7 separate regions of the Mus musculus genome follow, and all the other regions are linked to region 5. A link is a contact called in public HiChIP or PLAC-seq, Micro-C and promoter capture Hi-C data. All regions are on one chromosome and are shown on one strand. Each heading gives the region's core, a stretch centred on a gene start, on an enhancer-like site or on the middle of the called end of the contact. The rest is flanking DNA. Distances are from core to core; before and after follow the strand shown.

Region 1 (2,700 bases), core at 88-2,587, 460 kb after region 5:
CCAGGTGCTTCCTGTCCTGCTTGCTCCTCAATAGGAGTATGCTCTCAGAACACAGGCGGCTGCTGAGACACCCAATGAAGAGACGTTCTCTCCCCTCCCCCTAGAGTAGAGGATTATTAATGTTAGGGGAGAGTCCTGGGGCAGAATCTCTCCCAGCACATGCACCCATCACCATCAGTCAGAAAGTGAAGCCCACTGTAGCAAGCTGTGCTAGAGGAGTCACTAGGGTGGGTAACTGGGTCTTTGGCTTAAGCACTTTGATGAGTCTGCATGGCCACTGAGCCCCTCTCTGGGTGTGCCCACAATTAACCAGATACAGGGGACAAGCCTCCTGGAGTGCCTGGGATTCAGCTCATCTTGGAAGTCCCCCTCCCCTTTTTGGGAGGAGGCAGAGTCTCTACATAGACCCGACTACTGAAACTCAATATTTAGACCAGGCTAGCCTTGAACTCAAGAGATTCAACTGTTGGGATCAACATGCCTGGCCCTTTTGGAGCTTACAGCTGGGGTCCCAGGATTTTTGTAACTTTTATACGGATTTTTTTTCTTTGACTTTTTCCTGCATGCATGTATGTGCACCATGTGCAAGTCTGGTGCCCTCAGAGTTAAGATGTCACATTTCTTAGAACTGGGGCTAGGGGGGGGCTGGCGAGATGGCTCAGTGGTTAAGAATGCCGGTTGCTCTTCCGAAGGTCCAGAGTTCAAATCCCAGCAACCACATGGTGGCCCACAACCATCTGTAACAAAATCTGATGCCCTCTTCTGGAGTGTCTGAAGACAGTGTACTTACATATAATAAATCTTAAAAAAAAAAAAAAAAGAACTGGGGTTAGTTATGGTTGTGAGCCATAACAAAGTGTGAGCCCTTTACAAAACCAACATGTGCTGTTAGCCACGAAGCCATCTCTCCAGTCTCTAGGTTTCCAGAATTCAGAAGATCACTCCAGAATACCTGGCAGTGAGGGATACCACCTAGTTGTGGTATGGCTGAGTAGCATCTTGGGGAACTTGGGAGCAACTTCTGGGAAACTCAGATATGGCTTTGACACTCATCTCACCCGCCTGGGCTTGGAAATACGTTAGCAGTGCCACAGGTTCGGGACACCTGCACCTCGGTGTCAGGACACGGCAAGGCCACATTACCAGAATTGTCTCCTTCCGGAGCCCTATTCCTGGGTGTGTGTGTGGGGGGGGGGGGTGCAGTCCACAGGGGGATCTGTAAAAAAAGAGGAACTAGGCTGAGGCTCATGGGTCATGGGGCCTCAGAGGACCGGAAAGGGGCCCCTTCCACCCCCATCAGCATAGGGGGTGGGGTTCAAAGCTAGACCAACCTCAGAGGACATCAGAGGCAGCCTTGCCACCTTTCCCCTTTGCACACGTTTGGCGCTGGGCTCCTGAGGGTTGGGGGGTCTTCCAGTGCTGTGGGAGCAGCAAACCCCGAAGGGTGACTAGCCGGGGTGGATCAGGAGGTGCGCGCTCCGTGATCCCTGCCCGCTGGTTTCCTCCGGGGTCAGCATTGCTTCTTATCAGCCGCGGCCAGGCAGCCAGACCCTTATCTGCACAGGCCCAGCATCCTCTGGCCTCTGCGCCAGCGGGTAAGAGGGAGGAAGCCAGGCTGTCGGGGGCGGGGGAAAGGGCGGGTCGGTCCAGGAGCAGCTCACTTTCTCTTGGAGGTACCCACCACGACGCCTCCGAAGCTACTCAGGCCCTCCGGAGCCCGGGAGGTGGCGCAGCCCAGCTCTGAGGCCCAACGGGAGGGATTACCTGGAGCACACCGGCCGAACTGGACAGTGGAAACTGTCTCCTGACCTGGACTGACAAACCTGACCACACAGCCGGGTTCTCCAAGCTGTGGAAACTGCTACAGGGTAAGAAAGACGCTTTAAACATTAAGGAGTGTCTGTGCCTGTATTCGGTGTTTGTTACTTCATTTATTTATTCATTCACTGGAAGTGAGGAGGCACTGAAATGTCCTCAGTTGGGGAAAACAGGGCAGCAATGTGGGAAGTCACACACTGGCAGGATACCCCAGACCTTAGAGCCCAGCAAACGTGGTAAGTAGGGTGCTGATGGGGTTGGGGGCCAGTAAGAGGAACTTTCAGCAAGGGTAGAGGCCCCTGGAATAGCCATGGAGAGGTGGCAGAGGGTGACTCTTGGAGACTTAGGAGGTCTTAGAGTTAGTCCGGAGATTCCTATCTTATTCCCAGCTGCAGGTAGGAGAGATTCTGAAAGATGGGAACTAGTTCAGAGACTGAAGATGCCCATTACAAACAATTCATAGGGTCAACGCTGCCTAGTATCTGATAGACACCCCCTCTTGTGGAGGAGGCTCCCCTCTTGTGGAGGAGGCCCTCCTTTTAGGTCCTAGCAGTTTCTAGGACCACTTTTCTACCTTTGATTATTGAACCCCCAATCCCTTTCTCGCCTAAGGGTGCTCTTACATTGAAAAGCTCAGGTTAAACAGGTGGGAGAAAGATGGTCTTTGGCCTTCCTTCCCCTTAACTTCACTCTCTCCCACAGGTTAGCATTCTATCCGTGGGGTCCATGTGCCCGCCCCAGGCCAGAGCAGAGGTGGGTTCCGCCATGACTGAGAAAACTGAGATGGTATGTGCCTCCAGCCCAGCACCTGCCCCTCCCTCTAAGCCGGCCTCACCTGGGCCCCTTTCTACAGAGGAGGTGGACCACCGAAACACGTGCACT
Region 2 (2,700 bases), core at 45-2,544, 430 kb after region 5:
TCCCGGGGTCTCCAGCCACTTCAACTCTGATCGCAGATTTGATTGGTTCAGTTCAGGCTCACCCACAGCAGCCTGTGGGGGCGAGGTGACTCAAGTCACTTCCCAGTCCCTAGGGCGGGTCCACACCCTGGCCTCCTCCCAGGCCCCACACCCACGCAAGGCAACAGGAAGCACCCGCGTCTGTCCCATGACGCAACTCTGACCGCTTGCACAAGCGTGCCCACTTGTAGGGGCCGAAACGCGAATGGTAGTGAAACGGCCTTGAAAGGGCAGCCTGGCCCCTAGAGAGTTCGACCCTGAGATTCAAGATCTAGGTGTCCCTTCTCCAAGCCAAGGAAGGGACAGTCCTTTAATAGCACCTATGGACGCACGTCTGGGAGAAGGCGCCCGCGCCCCTCGCTCCTCAGTCCTTCCCCTGGCCTCTCGGCAGCTCGGGCCGCGGCTCTTCTTCACGGCCCCCGCCGGCCTTCGCCTCGGGTGTGCGTTCTCCGCTCCGGTGGCGCCGCTCGAAAGAAGCCACCAGAGCTCTCAGAAGGCCACCACAGCTCGCACCAGCACGTTGAGCATATTGTCGGCCGGGCGGCAGGCTGGCTTGGCCTCGCACGTGGGGGGCGTCGGCGGGGGCACGGCGGGTCCACAGTTCAGGAGACTGGAGAAGCGCCTTTGGAGGACGCGGGCGAGGTTAGGGAAGGCACCTTCGCTTTGTGCCGGAGGAAGCTGCAGGCGATCGGGAACCTCCGACGTCGCCTCCCCCTCCACCTCTTCTAGACGGGCCTTCTTGCTTGGTACCAGTCCGGCATCACTACCGTCGCTCAAATCGCTGCTGCTCCGGCGCTTGCGGCTGACTCTAGCGGGGGGCGGGTCACAGAGCGCAGGGGTCTCCTGGACTCGCAGCACTTCCTCTTGCGTATCCATGGGCTCCGGAGGCTGCACGGCTTCGGGGGACGCTACTTCCACTGCAACTTCGGCTTCCCGCGGCGGGTGCAGGCGAGGGTCAAGAGCCCTGCGGGATGGCGGGAACTCGGGCTGGTGGGCTTCTACCTTGGCTGAGAGGTAGACCTCTCGAGCGCTGCGCATAACGAGGGACAGCTGCAGACTCCGGTGGAGTCGCAAGCCACCTCGCTGCATGCGAGAGTGGTACATCTTCCATACCGACAGAGTCATGATGCGCTGCGCTTCTTTCTGTACTTCCATGCTTGTTCGACGAGAGTAGTTAAGTCGAGAATGGGTTAAGACGGGCGGTGCAGCCCAGACGACAAGCTTACAGCAGCAGGTACTCTGCTAGACGTTCGGGCGAGGGCAGCAAGCCGGAGCCTTTTAATATACTGAGAGTGACGTCACTGCAACACCACGCCCAACCAGAGGGCCTCATCCGGGCTTTCCACAGTGGCTAGCGAGTCCTTAAAGCAATAGGGATAAATTTACGCCTCGAAGGAAAAAGGACTTAACTACTGCAAGGAAGAACTTCCCCACTGCACCTTAAGACACTAGGTTCTGGGTTCTCAGAGTCACCAACGGGCCAGAGGATGAGGCCCACCAACGAGACGGATAGTGGGCGGTAATCTGACTGCAGTGGGGAAAACCCGGGACCGGGGTACATTCCCCGAGGGCACCGTTCATCTTGCCTACCAGCCTGCTAATTAATATTTTTTGAACAGTAAAAACGCTGCTACTTATTAAGCAGTTACTACACGCCAGTTACTACAGTGTTGAACTTTCTCTTTTTATTCAATGTCTCTGATCTCTCACCTCCACTCCATAGAAGATACAGTTTTCCAGGTGAGAAATAGGCAGCCACCTGACCAATATTTACTAAACGAATGATTATATGATTATACTATGGCGAAAGGATCAACTAAAGCCTGCAGCCCTTCTATCTCCACCTTTCTGGACATGGGTGGAAAGTGGGCACGGACACTGTACCCCGTAACCACAGATATCCACCACCTCACGACTGCTCTTTACTTTCAGCGTTAAAGATCTCCCAGTTTTCCGCAACCCAGTGGCATGGAAGTCCCAATGTCCATAGGGCCTGCGATCTTCCCTTGTCAATAGAGCAGTTTTCTGCCTTCATGCCCTCGTGAACGGAATTACTCCAAGAAAGACAGATATCTGGGTCGAGATGGCACAGTGGGTGGAGCCACTTGTTGCCAAGCCTAACGAACTCAGTTCGATTCCCGGTCCCACCGGTCCCACGCCGTACAAGAGAACAGACTTCTATACGATGTCTCACACACACACACACACACACACACACACACACACACACACACACACACACACACACACACACACACAGTAACAAAGAAAAGAAAAAAAGAAGTCGGTTCCACTTTGCATCACTTCCCAAGAAAAACTTGCTTCTAGTTGCAGAAGGGAGAAAAATTCAAATAACCCCTTTCATTTGCTGTGCAGGCCCTTTAAGAAACACCCCCTGCCAGCGGGCAGACTTCCCGCCACTGCAGCCGGCCGACTTCCCTGGCTAAATTTGGATGTAATGACGTAGGTTGGCGCCGCGAACCACTTCCGGATGCCCATATAAGAACAAGGGCAGCCGGTCTTAGCCCGAGGAGAGGGCTTCCGGGGCGGGGCCCCTTCCATCGGCGAGCACGCCCCTCCAATCCAGCCCTCAGGAGCCTAACTAAGTGTTGTCTCGGGTCGTTCGAGTCTGTTTGGTGCTACAGTTCTTTGGACAGTCTG
Region 3 (2,700 bases), core at 20-2,519, 340 kb before region 5:
AAAAAAAAACCAAAAAAACAAATAAACTATAAGTCTAGGCAGTGGTAGCTTTGGCTCCAGATATTTGGGCCAGGTCGACCCCCTTTCCCATCTAGAGAAGCAATCCTAGGCTTCATCTGTAGCTGGGGGGCTGAACCCAGCCTCTGGCTTCACTCACTAAGTCCAAAGCCTAGGAATCTAAGTCCGATCCGCTGCCCTACTTCTCCGAGTCCATCACCTGCAGTGTAGTTCTTACGTTGTGGAAATCTGCACCGGGCTTTTGCTCTCGCCATCAACCTAAAATTCAATTTTTTTTTTCTTCCCTACCCACCCCCTCCAAAACCAGACGCTTGAGGCGTTTATAGATACTAACCTCTCCTCCGCTCCTGCAGCCTGGTCAGCTCCAGGACCCTGTCCGGTTGCCAAGGCTCTCTCTTCTGTTTGGGGGAGGGGGGCTGTTCTCATCCCATCCTACCTACGCTCCAGTCCTGGCTTTGCGTCCCTCCCTCGTTTTTTTTTTTAATTAATTTATTTATTTATTTTTTTATTGTAGGTCTGGTCTCCCAGGGTAGCGGGATCCACACCACATCCCCTTCCTGTCGCATCACCCAGGATCCAGATACTGCTTTTACCTGCCGGCTCTGTTGCAGCCAGCGCGCGGGATCCTTCCATACCTCAGTCCAGCCCTCATTTTGTCCCTCCCCACCCCACGTCGCTGTTAGGAAGATGGGGGACAGCCTACGCTCTTGTCAGTCACTAAGCAGCACTCCCTCCGGCCCTCCTGCAATCCCGGGTGGGAGACGCTCTGGTCCAGGTCTTTTTTGTTGCCACCGCACAGGCCTGACGCATTACTCCATCTCCCTTGGAAGAATCCGGACCGAAATTTGCGTGCCTCGAGTGCATCTGGCCCTGTCGCAGCTACCTCCCCTCCCACTCCTACCCCCCCACACCGCGCCCCTCCCGTCCCTACCCTCTCTGCCAAATCCGGACCAGGTTTTGCGCAGTCCTTGCACAGCTCTCCATTTACCCCTCACCGGCTAGGCGCCTTTCTGCACAGCACGGCTGCAGAGTCCGTTCCGTTTTTTCTTGCCGCCCGTCGCACCCCACCCCCCCCCAGCCCAACTAGGGGGATCTAGCGCGTCGCCTCCCTCTGCCCACTTTTCCTTGGGGGAGGCGAGTGGAACTCCAGGCCAGGTTTCCGGGCCCTTCCTCGGGGCGCACGGGAGGGCTGCGGAGACTAGTCCCCGGCGGGTAGTCCAGGCCAGGTTTTGCGCTTGTCCGCCGCCCCCCTCCCGGAGCCGGCGGGCCCGGCAGCGCCGAGAGCAGGCGGCTTGTCATTGCTGGTGCCCCGCGCCCGCTCGCTCCGCGAGTCCTGCGGTGCCCACGGGCCCAGCCCCGCGCCCCCTGCTCCGGCCACCCCGGGGGCGCAACGCCGCCGCGCCTGCTTCCAGCTGTGTAGCTCCGGCCCCCTGCGGGCAGCGCGAGCGGTCGGCGCGGGAGCAGTCGGCGCTGCGACGCCCCCGCCCCGCCGTCTGCCGGAGACGCCCCGGCGGATGGGGCCGCGCGGGCCCAGGAGCGGCGCCGCCGGGCGGCGGGGGCCTGCGCGGCCGCCCGGGCAGCCGCGTTAACCCTTCGCCCGCTGCCGTCCGGGGGCGCTGGGAAGTCGCCTGGGCACACACGTGCCGCCTCCGTCGGGGCCGCGGAGCTGCGGGGGAGATGCGGGCAGCCGGCGCCGCCTCGGGGGGCTCCGCCTCGCCCCAGCCCCCCGAGCTCTGACGCCGCCCCCGCCCCTCCGCCTCCACGCCTCGCTCCCCGGGAGGGGCGCAGACCCGCGCGCCCGGGGCCGGGGCCGCCTCCGGAGCGCCGCGATCCGCCTTTTCTTTCCTTTTTTTTTTTTTTTTTATACTCCCCCCCCCCACCCCTTCCCTTTTAAATTTTGGTCGGTGGCGGCGGTGCTGGGCCGGAGGAAAGAAGGGACACGGAGTCCTCCCTCGCTCAGCCACCCCCTCCCCGCTTCCCCCTGGGCCGGGCTCCGGGAGATGTGCCGGGCGGGGGGCCCGGCTTCGCGGAGCCGCCGGAGGAGCGCGCACGGCCGACCCCGAAGCGCCGCTGGACAGGTGAGTGTGCGGGAGCCTCAGGCCACGCCGCACCTGGGCCAGGTGTGCGCGGCGGGAGGGGCGGGGAGCACCCTACCCCCGCCCGCCGGGGGCTTGGTGAGGGTGCGGATGGGCGGCCGCAGGGTGCCCTGCAGGGGGAGGGGACCGCTAGTGTGCCCGCGCGTGGCTGCGTGTGCCCGCGCGCGCGCCGGCCTTTGTGGGGAAGCGGCGCGGCGGTGCCTGCGTGTCCCCGGTGCGTGTGCGCGCGGGTGCTTGGCGCCCTGTTTGTGTAGGTGTCTGGGTGTGAGTGGAGAGGGTGCGTGTGCGCGCAGCGCGCGGGCCCGGGCTCCCCAGAGAAGCCATGTCGGGGGGCTGGCACCGCAGGATGCTGGGCCAGCCCCCCCCCCCCCCCGACATGGCTTGTTTTTCTCTGGGAGGCAGTGGCGCTAATGGTGGTTGGGGGTGGTATGGGGAGAGGTATGTCTGGGTGTCGAGTGAGTTTCAGCCCGGAGGGGTGCTTTGGGCAACCCTGGTGCAGTTGTGAGACATCTTCTGTTAGTGGTACCCTGTTAAGCACGGATGGAGGCTGTCAGGTTGGATCTACCGGAACGAGCTTTCTCTCCTC
Region 4 (2,700 bases), core at 67-2,566, 360 kb after region 5:
CTCCCTTATGTGTGTGCGTGCTCAGCAGCTGCTAGATCCCTGCTTCTGCATGTGCCAGTTTGCCCTCGGCCCCACACTGCTCCCAGGAACCCCTGCCTCTGCATGTCTGGCCGAGCCCACATGTTATGATCCACCCCATGGAAGGGATGGCTTGTTCTCCGGGGGGTTGAGGGAGAGGGTGGGGAATACTTCTTGGTTAGTGGTCCCATCCCCAGGAAAGCTTGGTGGCCAGGCAAGACCAGGCATCAGGTCAGCGGGGCACGGTGGGTGACTCTTAGCTAGGTTTGCAGGCTTATGTGAGACTTTTGGAACAGGCTCACAACAGTTGGGCCTAAGAGTGTCCTGATGTAGGAGCCCAAGGCTATTCCCCATCCCAGAAGCCCAAAGGCCAAGTCTTTTGCCCCAGAGGCCTCTTACCAGGCTCCGAAATTCTTCAATATCCAGTCACTGCCTCTCTGCTTCCAAGCCAGAGCTAGCTAGCTCATGGCAAAGACCCAGTAAAAGGATGCCTCTGGGAAGGAGGCTAAATATAGCCAAAGACAAAGCATAGTGATGACCCCCCTTTCATCCCAGCACTTGGAAGTCTGAGGCAGGAGGATCTCAAATTCAAGACCAGACTGAACCATAGCATGACCCCCTTGCAATAAAAAAATAATTCATTATGCAAATAGGGACACTTGAAATTCCGAAGAATGCTCTTGTCAGGGCCGCTTATCCATGCACCTCCAGTCATTAGGCCTCATTCGGTCTTGCCCTATGATGTGTCTCCAGGACTCCTACAGATCTTAAGACTGGGGCACCAGAAAGCTCCCTTCTAGCCAGAGACCCCATTCCCTCCTGCCTCCTGCCTGCTGGTCGTAACCATGTGGTCCCCAGGCAGAAAACTCACAATGCTCTGTGGGCCAATCACCAGAGAGCCCGGGAAACTGGAGAGCATATAGCCAGACTCCAGGGGACAGCTACGAGAGGCCTGGGGGAGCCAAAAATCCAGATCGGTGGGCAACGTCCAAATTTAAAATTAGCAACTTTGTATTTAAAAACAAAACCACTTAGGCCCAACAAATTACTTTCATTGGCTATATTGGGTCATTTGCCACCCATCACCAACCTCCGCTGATGCCCCCCTGGAGAGTCCTGGGCCTTGCCCACAGTTTCCAGCCACTGTCTCTCTTCACTAACAGCCTGGGAGGGAGGCCAGAGGCAGTGACTAGACCTGGGTTTGGAGGACAGGCAGGGCCCACCTAGGGAAGTCCAGGGGCCAAGAATAGCCTCATCTCCCCACCCGCAGCAGCGGCCCCTTGGTAGGCCCTGGGCTGATCAGAGCTCACTCGCCCTGGGAGCTGAGACCTTCCTGCTTCCCGCAGGCCTGGTCCCGAGACACCACCCAGCCCCAGAAGCTGAGAAGCCATCCCTGAGAGGGGGGAAAAGGGCCCCTAATGCATCTTCTCCGACTCAGCGGGCAGCGAGGACTCACCCTGCAGCCGAACAGCCCCAGCTCCCTCCCGTCCTCCCCATTCCCGCTCGCCAAGGGGGTAAGAAAAGATGCCCTTCCGCTTCTCCCCATTGGCTCCAGCCGCTGCTCCTCTGGGCCGTGGGGTGAGGTCAGGGCGGGCAGGAGCGGGTGGGCAGCTCGGCAGGGCAGGGCAGGGCAGGGTGCCCGGTGAGTCCCAGGACAGATGCATTTCTGGCCCCGAGCGTAACATGCCCTCGGAACCGCACTTGCCCCCTAGGCCTGCGTGTGCTGGTGCCCTTCCCCCACCCCGCCCGTGTCTGTGCTTTGTACTCTTGTGCTGGGTTCTGCAACTTGACCCGCTTGTGTCCTATCGTCTCAGTGCATTTGGTTGTTGGGAGAAATAAAAACCATCTCGATTTTTTTCCTGATTGGATGATTCGGATGTATTTTCTTTTCTGTGCTCTTTTGTTATTTCCTCCTGGACCCTGTTCCTTTCTTTTCCTCCCCCTTCCCACACCTTTTCCCCACTTGTGAGTGGGCCTGGCTGGGTGGGCTTAAGCTTTTGAGTTGATATCTCTTCCCTCCCCTAACCCCCTCCTCTCCCTCACTCCTTTTTTATTTATTTATTTTTTGAGTTCCCCTCTGCTCCATTGCATTAACGGTGCTTTCTCTCCTCTCCCTCCTCATTTGGGGTGTGGCTTGCTTTTTTCCTATTGGTTGGCTTCATGTAGGGGCCTCTGTGAGTGTTGAATACTCTAAGCTCCTCAGGGTGGGTGGAAGGTCACCTTTCTTCCTCATCTCCTCAGAATAACTTCATCAACCTGAGCTTTCTCCGCCTCTTCCGTGCTGCCAGACTCATCAAACTCCTCCGCCAGGGTTACACCATCCGCATTCTCCTCTGGACTTTCGTGCAGTCCTTCAAGGTGAGACACAGCCGCCGCTACTGCTGCCGGCCCGTCCCGGGCCAGAACAGACCTCCTAGCTCCGGGTAAAATGGGGAAACCACACTGAAAGTGCTTCTGTAATCGTCTGATGTCTACACCCAGCGTCTACAGAGCTCTGAAGGCCCTGTCCCGAAGCCCTGTAGCCTGGGGCACGTGATCACCTGACCCAGTTCAGAAGGCTCTGGGCAAGTCGCGTGGCGCCCTTTCTCACTGCCTTCCTTCCCTCCAGGCCCTACCTTATGTCTGTCTGCTGATCGCCATGCTCTTCTTCATCTACGCCATCATCGGGATGCAGGTGACCCC
Region 5 (2,700 bases), core at 58-2,557:
TGAAGTCAGCTCTTCAGGATCCCTAAACCAAATTGTTCAGACTCCCAACATCAGTTCCACCCTGGGTATTTCTTCCCCTGTTCCTCCCCTGAGGAAAAAAAAAAAAGCCCCTTCTCTAGGAGGGAAGGGCTGACCTGCCATCCCCTGTAGACTCCAAGGAATGGAGCCAGCATTCGAGGCTGTGTTCCAATCTGAGTTGGCTAGTGACTGGCTGGGTGACCTTGGGCAAGTTTCTCAACGTCTCTGTGCCCCAGTTTCCTCAAAGTGAGAACAACTCCACAAGGGCTCCAGAACCTGCCCAGAGTTCTCTTAGCACCTGGCTGGGCCAAGGCAGATCTGTGAGAGTCCTGAAGACAGTTTTACGGTTCTTCTGTGCATGTCACATAGGGTGAACAGCACGGAGGCCCTACCCAAGGTTTCTACGAGAGAAGGGGGAGTCAGTGATTCGGCTCCTGACAGTTGGCAGATGACTAAGGAGGGATTTTCCGGTCATGAATCAGAGCCTGCTCAGTCCACGGTCAGTCCAAACCCATCCATCCTAACTCAGGAAGAGTTGTGAGGCCAAGAACACTCAAAGTCAGACTGAAAGACAGCTGTATGGGACTGAGAGGAGCCTCGGACCCTTCCCATCTTCTTGGGGGACCCTTAGACAGAGAGAGGGGAATTTTTTCTCGGGACACCACTCCACAAGTCACAGAGTAGGGGTTCCAGGAGCCTCTCTGCCTCTGTATCCCAATCTTGGCTCTGGAATAGCTGGAGGGAGGGGGAAGGGGGGAGGAGGGGCACAGAGCCCTTCCCTCAGTGACCCTGCCTCTTGTCCCACAGTCGGGGATCTGGAGAGGACTGGTGGGCTCTGGAGGCTGGAGCAAAGGGATACAGGGGTGTCATGTATAGGCCCTGCAGAGACGGGGGTCTTCTTCCTGGAGGGTGGGACAGGGAAACCCTACGGCAGGAGTGGGGCAGTGTGGGTCTCTGGGCTGGTGTGTCTCTTGAGGAAGAAAAGAGGTCAGAATAGAGACCCGGAGGGTCGCGGGCAGAGAGGCTCGGGGTGCGGGGCCCGGGGTGGCGGTGTGGGGGGCTGGCTGCTGGGGAGGGGGCGAGGTGTGAGGCCTGGGGCAGGCCGGGGCCTTACCTGCTCGAAGGCCCAGCTCTCGGCCACCCGCTTGGCGCTAAGGTCCAACAACGGCTCGGGGCGACTGCGACGGGCCCCGGTCCCGGGCTCGTCCCCCGCGGGGCAGCCCCGGCTGCGCTTGGCCGCCGGGGGCTCCATCCGGCCGAGCCGGCCGGACGACGCGGCCCCTTTAAGACTCTTCACAACAATGAAGCCGTCTTAGCAGCCGCTGCCTCCTCAGACGAGGCCCCGCCCCCACCGCCCTATTTCTCCCTTTCTATTGGCTGTCCTCAAAGACCCGCCTCCAAGATGCCGCTGTTCATTCGACAATCTCCACGTCCGTCTTTTCTGTGCCATCCAATAAGAGGTCGCAAGAAGAGTCGCTGTCCATCACGGGGCGGTATGAGCCAATCAAAATGAGGGAACCCCACGGCTTGGCCTTGTGAGGAGTTTCGGGGAGGTCTCACGTTCATTCACAACATTCCTTCTCCGCCCCTTTGGGCCGGCCCTCTAGCCTGGCGGCTGGGGCTGCGCCTACACACGGCTTTGTTTACGGAGGGTCGCTTCCGGCCGCCTCCCGGCCGGGGTTGACTCTCTCTGAGCTGTAATGACCCTAGAAACTCAATAACCTCTCTGGGCCACTGGTACAGTTTGGATGCTCTAAGAGCCGACCCGGGCCAGCACAGTCCTTCCTAGCAATGCGCTCGCTGTGGGCTGTTAACTTTACGAGTTCCTCTTGAGCTGCGAGCTAAGACACCCCAATCCTTTCTACGTCTGTGGAATGAACATGAAATTGCCCATTTCGACCCATGAGAGTGTTAGTTTCATTAGATTGGACTTAATGCATGTCAAATCCCCCACTTCGAATCGTTTTTTCCCCCTGACTCAGCTTATATTTTCCACAGTGCGGAAGCCACTCACCATCTTCGTCATTTTTCCACACCCCACCCCCATGACCTAAGAGAACCTTGCGTTTTCCTACCGTCGCGGCCTCTCCAGCATCATTTATTCATCTAGTCCAGGATTAGATGGCCCACCACCCTGCACTACCTCTGAACCCCCCCCCCCCTTCTCTCATTATGTAACCCTGGTTAGTCTGATTGGAGATCCTCTTGCCTCATCCTTTAGAGCTCTTTGAGATACCAGGGTAGGGGGGTTGTTAAATGTCTCTCTGAACTCTGAGCTCCAAGGATCAAGTGTACGTCCATGGGGAGACAAGTCAGCACGTGGAACAGCGCCCAGCGTACAGTAGCAGTTCAGACTAAAACCTGCCAACATAGCTGTGATCCCATTTAGTGTTTAGGATCCTCAAAGCAGGAAAAACCCAACCTGGTCCACAGAAGCCGACTAGCCCACTGGTTGCTTTTGGACAGACCCCTCCCCACCGTGGCAACTAACAGTCACTCATAAGTAGCCTGTGAACCCTTGAAACAGGGCTGCTCAAGTGGGGCTCTTTTGTAGGGGGAAGAACACAATGGAGGAACTGGAGAGATGGCTCAGAGGTTAAGAGCACCGGTCAATGGATCCCAGAAGACTTGAGTTTGATTCCTGGAACCTACATGGCACATGATCGCTGTGACTCCAACTCC
Region 6 (2,700 bases), core at 128-2,627, 400 kb after region 5:
ATCGACATGCCTAACAGCCAGCCCAACTCCCAGGTGCTGCTTCCCCCTACCGCAGGCTGGGTGGTTCAGGCAGAAAGGGTTCTCCCATACAGAGGCTCCAGACTCACCCTACCCCACCCTCTGCCTGACAGTCTGTGGAGATGCGAGAAATGGGTACTGATGGCTACTCAGACAGCGAACACTACCTCCCCATGGAAGGCCAGACCAGGGCCGCCTCCATGCCCCGCCTCCCAGCAGAGAACCAGGTGAGAGCTTGCAGGATTCTGGGCTGCCCCACACAAGTTACTGAGGATCTTATACCTCTCCCTTGGGGACCCCAGCCTGGGTGGGACCATCTGTAGCTTCGTGGGTGGGTTAGGGTGGAGACCACCCTTTCCTGACTCCTTCAGAGCCTGGTCCTCCTAACCGCTCTCTGACAAAAGCCAGAGAGAGATGGAGCACCTTGAGGCACATGGTAGTCAGTGCCAAATGGCTTCTGTCTGCCCTATTTGAGAGCACAAAGGGGCGGAGTGGGCTCGGAAGGGGTGGGTCCAGCTCTGGTGAGAGATGCCTTTGGGAATGCCTGCTTCAGCAGCATGAGGCGTCTCACACACCCAGGAGGCTGAGGAAAGAGGAATTCCAGGGCAGCTTAGGCTATAGACCTGGATCACCTCTCAAACAAGCAACACGACTTACATCTATAATCCTGCCACTTGGAAAGTGGAAACAGGAAGATTGGGAGTTCACAGTCAGACACTGCTCTATAGCTAGTTCGAGGCCAGCCTCTCACTGTGTGAGATCCTGACTCAAAACAAAACTAAAGAATCCTGACTAGTAGCTAGAGAAGTGGCTCACTGGGTAAGAGCATGCGCTGCTCTTGCAGAAGACCTGACTGAATTCCAGCACATGCCGGTTCACAGCCTCCTGTAACCAGAGCTCCAGGGACCCAGTGCCCTCTCCTCGCCTTCTCAAGCACCTACACACAGGTGCACAAACTCACACACATGTACACAAATAATAAACTAATTAAAAAAAAAAAAGAAAACTAGAATCCTAACTCCACAGCTGGAGAGTGGAGCTCATGGTATCCCCCTGCTTAGCATGGGCGGACCTGGTGCACTTCACACACATACCACTTACATGCAATACATACATACATGCACATGCATCCGTGTGTTCCCAGTGTTAACAGGCATGTCCGTGTGCACGCACATGGCCTGCTGCCTTCAGGAATAGAGCATGTCTGAAGAATCACAAAGCAGAGTCTGGGTGTTCCTGGGATGGCTGTCACATGTCTGGGAGGGTTGGGGGGTTGGGTGTGTACATGGTATGTGTGTCTCAGTGTGGCTGCTTCTCTTAGCTACTCCAGCCCCTTATAGGGAAGGCAAGATCCCCATGGGGACAGAGAAACAAGCATGCCTGGCTACTGCGCAATCGCAATGCAATCGGGAATGGGGATAAAGCCCAGGCTGCTACTGAGGACAAGAAGAAAGGGCAGGAGGAGGGGGGCAGCGGGAGGGGGCAGGCATGTCTGGCTGGGGCAGCTTGCCCTGCATTATGTAGCAGATTCGCTGTGTCTGGCTGGGTCATCATGGCCCAAGGGCCTGGCCTCTGGCTGTTGTGACCTTGGGGTGCATGTAGCTGCCCCATCCCTTCTGTCAGGCCTGGCCTGCTGGTCCCAAAACAGAGATGAGCCAAGCTGGGCTGAAGGCCACCTGGAAGCTTTGAGCTGAAGCTGGGGCGAGGCGGGGGAGGGGTGCTGGGCCGCAGTGCATCGCATGAAATGGGCCAGGAGCCTGTGGCCTTGCTGTCCCATCTGTCAGTCTCGTGTCTCTGCCATCTGTCTGTCTCCTGTCTCTTCTGTGCCTGTTGTGGGGGACAGCCAGCGGGGTCCTGGAGCACCCCCTCATCCGACACCACTGACACCGAGTTTTAACCTCTCTACCCTCCACCTCCTGCATGGACCACCCACTCACCATCCTTTCTGCCTTTTATATTTATTTCCTTCTTTCTGTTTTTTCTGTGTGCGCCATCCTGTGGGGCTGGGACAGAGGAGAAGGGGCCGGCCACGTGGAAATGACCTCAGTGTATGTACCGCGCCCGGCCAGCTCGGCTCCAGCCCCTCTCCCTCCCTGCCCTGTCTGTGACAGCTCCCACCATCTCCCACTACCCTCCACCCTACCCTTTCGTTCCAGATCCCACCCTAGCCCCACCTTGTGTGTTGGAGGAGCCCCTTCCTTGTGTGTTGTGTCCTGTGTGTGCAAGGGGCCACACGGCACCCCACATCGTCTTCAGAGCCTCCAAGAGGCCGACCTGCCCACCCTGCCCATTTCTTGCGGGTCTGTTCCTCCAGTTCAACCAGTGACCACTGGCCTACTGCCTCAGGTCCCTTAGCTCCTGCCTTGGGCTGGGTCCTGCACATCAGAGTTGGAGCAGGCCTGGTCCAGTTGGCCCTGTCTTCCTTCTTCTGCCTGCTACAGAGAGACCTGAAGACTGTCCATGGCAGAGCAAGAGCAAGGATTCTGGGACAGTAAATGCAGACTCAGAATGGTCTCCAGCACCTCCACTGCTAGGGCAGGCCAAGCTGGGCCTGAGGGATAGGGACCAGAGGTGGGGATGGGCGTGAGGGGCAAGAGAGTTGGGCCAAGGAGAAGCAGGGCTCCCAGGTCTGCACTCTGCAAACTGAGTATGCTTCTTGTCAGTCAGCCAGCCTGAACACCA
Region 7 (2,700 bases), core at 157-2,656, 490 kb after region 5:
TGGCCTGACCCGAGCCGTCAGAGCACACAAACTGCACAAACTCCTTCAGCGAGTCCTGCCCATGGTGGTGGTGGTAGCGGATGGTTGGGTGTGTGAAATACGGGCTCGACTGCTGGATGATGGACGTGGAAGGGAAGTGCAGCGCTGATGCCGTGGCCCGGGGGCTCCCTGTGTGCACACAGGCAGGGGAGAGAAAGGGTGTGAGAACAGCCACGTGGAAAAGCAAGACACAACGGCTGGCAAAAGGGCTGAGGGTCCTGAGGAAGAGGCAGGATGGGGCAGAAGCACTGTGTCAGGCACAAAACGCCTCAGTCATCTAAGTTAAAAAAAAAATCAATGCAATAAAATAAAATAAACTGGCAGGCTAGTACCTGAGGGCCAGCTGCTTGCTTTTATAAATACTGTTTGCCGGGAGCTGGCGTGGGGGTTAGCTGAGGCAGGTGAACAGCCAGCTACCAGCGCAGGGTTGGGTTGGCCTATTTAAAATTGTTAGGATGTTGCTTTTCTGGTTGGTTTGTTGCTATCTTGTAGCCGGGGCTGAACTTGATGACCTTAAATTCTGGACCCTCGCAGGCACGTGCTGGGCACTTTCTTGTTGTTTGTTTTCGGATGGTTGATTTTCTTTTGTCTTTGCAGTACTGGGGTGTGCTTTCTGCCACCACGCCTCAGTCCCAGCAAACTGTTACAATGTTACTTGCTTCTCATAAGGTTTTGCTCTTGTTTGGTTTTTGAGACAGTCATAGGGCCTCCAATTCTTGATCCTCCTGCCTCAGCCTCCTGTGTGCTGGGATTTCAGGTGTTAGACTCACCCTATGCTTTGCAACTGTTTTTACTGTTTAGAAACAACACACTAATATGTTACTTATTGCCGGTTGAGTTTTTTTAGTATCCTTGACATTTTCCTTCTTTTACCCTTGGCAAACACCTCACTTGCCCCGTCCTAGGTGTGAGCCTGCCTGAAAGGACCGACACCAGATTACCACAGCCCCGTGGTCTCTGGACAAGCAGACCCTGCCTGTGCAGGATCGGCACCCGGCACACACACAACTCCAAATGTGTAAGTGGATGCTTAGGCCCCCCTCATGTGTTGGCCCTGCCGCTGTGAACTCACAGTTCCTACCCCTGTACAGGCCTCAGCTCTTCCTCAAGTTCTCCCCCTTCCTGTCTGTTTCCAATCAGCTCACTCTTGCTCTCAGTTTCATTAGGGGGCTGAGGAAACTTGGCTTCTCTCTGGAGTTCATAAAAATGGAGCGCAGCAGGGTGGAGCCTGCCTCCCTCCTGCCGCCTGCACAAGGCCTGGGCTCCCTGCCCCCACCTTGTGGCCACCACACCCTGCCCCAGTGCTGGCTGCCTCTGGGCTCTAAGCCAGGAGGCCCCAAGGAGGAAGCCGGGAGGTAAACCTCCCTGTCGCGTCCTACAGAAGAGAAGAGAGGCATGGCAGATACAGGGCCATGTGCAAACAAAAGCCAGGCCTTTGCTGCCAGATGGGTGCTGAGGCGGAAGCAGCACGTGCAGGAGGGCCAGGTTCCCGGGTATCCTGCCTGGCCCCACCCTCAGGAAGATCCAGCATCTTCTCAGGGCCTGAAGATGCCCTCAGAGCAGCAAGACAGTCCTTTTCATGGTGAGCCTTGTCCTTCTGGCCCAGCCCTTCACTTCTGGGAAAAGCAGGGAGGCCCAGATTTGGTGCCGGTTTGCTCTAGGACAGACACCAGGAACCTGGACTGCTGAGCAGTACTCTTTCTAATCCACAGGAGAGCAACTTGGCTCAACTACTTGCTGGTGGGGGAGGGGGAGGCTGCATGCAGCTCCCAGTGAGCATGTGCAGACCATGCACCCAACACAGACTTAACACAGCCAGAGTTAGCATGTGGGAGGGATTCTAGGAACCGAGTGGGCAGCCTGGTTCTCAGAGTTACACTGCCCATCCCATGCCACCCCACTGCTGTGCCACGACCCACTTGGGGAGCCCAGATCTATAACTTAGATTGATCCCTGGCCCCCTGTTGCTCCTGGCCAGCTGCCCCTTGCTGTGGCTGCCTCCCGCAGTGTCCCCTTAAGCCCCGCCCCCATCTCTCACCTGGTCTGACTCCAGCAAGCACAGGCAGCGGGTGGTGGGTGAAAGCCATGCGTGGGGAACTGCCCTGAGAGGAGAGGGCGCTGCAGAAGTCCAGCTTTCCTGACTTCTTTAGAGAAGCAGGGCCTGGGGGGAGGAAGCAGCAACACGCAGGTTTAGCTGGCTGGGGTAGGAAGCCAGCTAAGCAGCCCGCTCCTTCTCTTCTCAGCACCCAGCAGCCCTTCCTCCACCTCGGGCCCTGCTCTGCTCCTCCTGGGGCCTGACCTCAGGGGTGCAATCTGGCTACAGTTGCTTCTGCAGAGAGGAAAATGAGGCCCCTGGTAACATGTGGGAGGATATGCTGGGCAAGGGTGGCTGGCAGAGGAAAGCATCCTGCTCCTGACGGTCGATAAAGGAATTAAAATGGGTACAAGGCTGGCATCTAGGAAGGGATGCACGAGGAGCCCACAGATGCCTGCTGGAGAGCCATGAAAGGAGCCAGAGCGCCAAGGGTGGGACGCACAGGCTGGGGGCTGTGACAAGACACCCTGGCCTGAAGAAACCAGCACTCTCTTTCTGGAGAAAAGGAAAAGGGAAAGCATGGTTAGAAGCCCTCCAAAGCAGCAAAAGGAGAACAAAGGCAGGAG

What was found. A called contact is a pair of places that touch in the nucleus more often than the background predicts. HiChIP or PLAC-seq counts read pairs in DNA pulled down with a chosen protein or histone mark. Capture Hi-C pulls out chosen DNA fragments and counts their contacts.
Region 1: a promoter capture Hi-C map of liver shows a contact between it and region 5, with 2.7 times the contacts expected there. The contact joins the promoter of Lyl1 here to the promoter of Zswim4 in region 5. A contact is called at or near these places in 1 of 39 promoter capture datasets (embryonic stem cells), 1 of 484 Hi-C or Micro-C datasets (B cells), 2 of 115 datasets of contacts at active chromatin or transcription factors (bone marrow-derived macrophages and effector CD8 T cells) and 2 of 9 other capture datasets (liver and pancreatic islet).
Region 2: an H3K4me3 HiChIP or PLAC-seq map of embryonic stem cells shows a contact between it and region 5, with 16 read pairs. The contact joins the promoter of Ier2 here to the promoter of Zswim4 in region 5. A contact is called at or near these places in 2 of 39 promoter capture datasets (embryonic stem cells and neural stem cells), 12 of 115 datasets of contacts at active chromatin or transcription factors (the 230-238 cell line, bone marrow-derived macrophages, double positive thymocytes and 4 more) and 2 of 9 other capture datasets (liver and macrophages).
Region 3: a Micro-C map of embryonic stem cells shows a contact between it and region 5, with 2.2 times the contacts expected there. The contact joins the promoter of Adgrl1 here to the promoter of Zswim4 in region 5. A contact is called at or near these places in 3 of 484 Hi-C or Micro-C datasets (CD4 T cells and embryonic stem cells), 4 of 115 datasets of contacts at active chromatin or transcription factors (effector CD8 T cells, embryonic stem cells, large pre-B cells and 1 more) and 1 of 9 other capture datasets (adipose tissue).
Region 4: an H3K4me3 HiChIP or PLAC-seq map of forebrain shows a contact between it and region 5, with 3 times the contacts expected there. The contact joins the enhancer-like site here to the promoter of Zswim4 in region 5. A contact is called at or near these places in 1 of 39 promoter capture datasets (hippocampal neurons), 1 of 15 datasets of contacts at CTCF or cohesin (the NIH/3T3 cell line), 2 of 484 Hi-C or Micro-C datasets (embryonic stem cells and nephron progenitors) and 3 of 115 datasets of contacts at active chromatin or transcription factors (the NIH/3T3 cell line, embryonic forebrain and forebrain).
Region 6: an H3K4me3 HiChIP or PLAC-seq map of embryonic stem cells shows a contact between it and region 5, with 8 times the contacts expected there. The contact joins the enhancer-like site here to the promoter of Zswim4 in region 5. A contact is called at or near these places in 2 of 484 Hi-C or Micro-C datasets (embryonic fibroblasts and embryonic stem cells), 12 of 115 datasets of contacts at active chromatin or transcription factors (the NIH/3T3 cell line, astrocytes, embryonic forebrain and 6 more) and 1 of 9 other capture datasets (adipose tissue).
Region 7: a contact with region 5 is called in an H3K4me3 HiChIP or PLAC-seq map of bone marrow-derived macrophages, with 4 times the contacts expected there. The contact joins the promoter of G430095P16Rik here to the promoter of Zswim4 in region 5. A contact is called at or near these places in 1 of 39 promoter capture datasets (embryonic stem cells) and 1 of 115 datasets of contacts at active chromatin or transcription factors (bone marrow-derived macrophages).

The regions. Positions count from the first base shown.
Region 1 is chr8:84,700,120-84,702,819 of GRCm38.p6, forward strand. It overlaps Lyl1 (lymphoblastomic leukemia 1), which reads left to right and starts at 1,338. Exons shown (of 4, transcript NM_008535.2): 1 at 1,338-1,868; 2 at 2,521-2,700. The coding sequence starts at 2,545.
Region 2 is chr8:84,661,558-84,664,257 of GRCm38.p6, forward strand. Ier2 (immediate early response 2) reads right to left here and starts at 1,295. Exons shown (of 1, transcript NM_010499.4): 1 at 1-1,295. The coding sequence starts at 1,194. The coding sequence ends at 529.
Region 3 is chr8:83,898,829-83,901,528 of GRCm38.p6, forward strand. It overlaps Adgrl1 (adhesion G protein-coupled receptor L1), which reads left to right and starts at 1,270. Exons shown (of 23, transcript NM_181039.2): 1 at 1,270-2,096. It overlaps Gm26721 (predicted gene, 26721), which reads right to left and starts at 899. Exons shown (of 4, transcript NR_166528.1): 1 at 353-899.
Region 4 is chr8:84,599,130-84,601,829 of GRCm38.p6, forward strand. It overlaps Cacna1a (calcium channel, voltage-dependent, P/Q type, alpha 1A subunit), which reads left to right. Exons shown (of 47, transcript NM_007578.3): 32 at 2,260-2,376; 33 at 2,627-2,692. Among named protein-coding and RNA genes, the nearest start is that of Gm32854, 12 kb to the left of the region's middle. Within about 2 kb of position 1,317, at least 73 of the 459 cell types and tissues checked have an H3K27ac peak or open chromatin away from gene starts, as enhancers often do. A contact at or near this core is called in embryonic forebrain, embryonic stem cells, forebrain and 1 more, where this site is marked.
Region 5 is chr8:84,235,735-84,238,434 of GRCm38.p6, forward strand. It overlaps Zswim4 (zinc finger SWIM-type containing 4), which reads right to left and starts at 1,308. Exons shown (of 14, transcript NM_172503.3): 1 at 1,133-1,308. The coding sequence starts at 1,270.
Region 6 is chr8:84,633,519-84,636,218 of GRCm38.p6, forward strand. Cacna1a (calcium channel, voltage-dependent, P/Q type, alpha 1A subunit) reads left to right here. Exons shown (of 47, transcript NM_007578.3): 42 at 1-33; 43 at 132-245; 44 at 2,031-2,066. It overlaps Gm39212 (a long non-coding RNA gene), which reads right to left. Exons shown (of 3, transcript XR_003947427.1): 2 at 1-2,700. Among named protein-coding and RNA genes, the nearest start is that of Gm39212, 3.7 kb to the right of the region's middle. Within about 2 kb of position 1,378, at least 62 of the 459 cell types and tissues checked have an H3K27ac peak or open chromatin away from gene starts, as enhancers often do. A contact at or near this core is called in the NIH/3T3 cell line, adipose tissue, embryonic fibroblasts and 2 more, where this site is marked.
Region 7 is chr8:84,721,651-84,724,350 of GRCm38.p6, forward strand. G430095P16Rik (RIKEN cDNA G430095P16 gene) reads left to right here and starts at 1,407. Exons shown (of 2, transcript NR_169084.1): 1 at 1,407-1,621. Nfix (nuclear factor I/X) reads right to left here. Exons shown (of 11, transcript NM_001371053.1): 7 at 2,078-2,200; 8 at 1-168.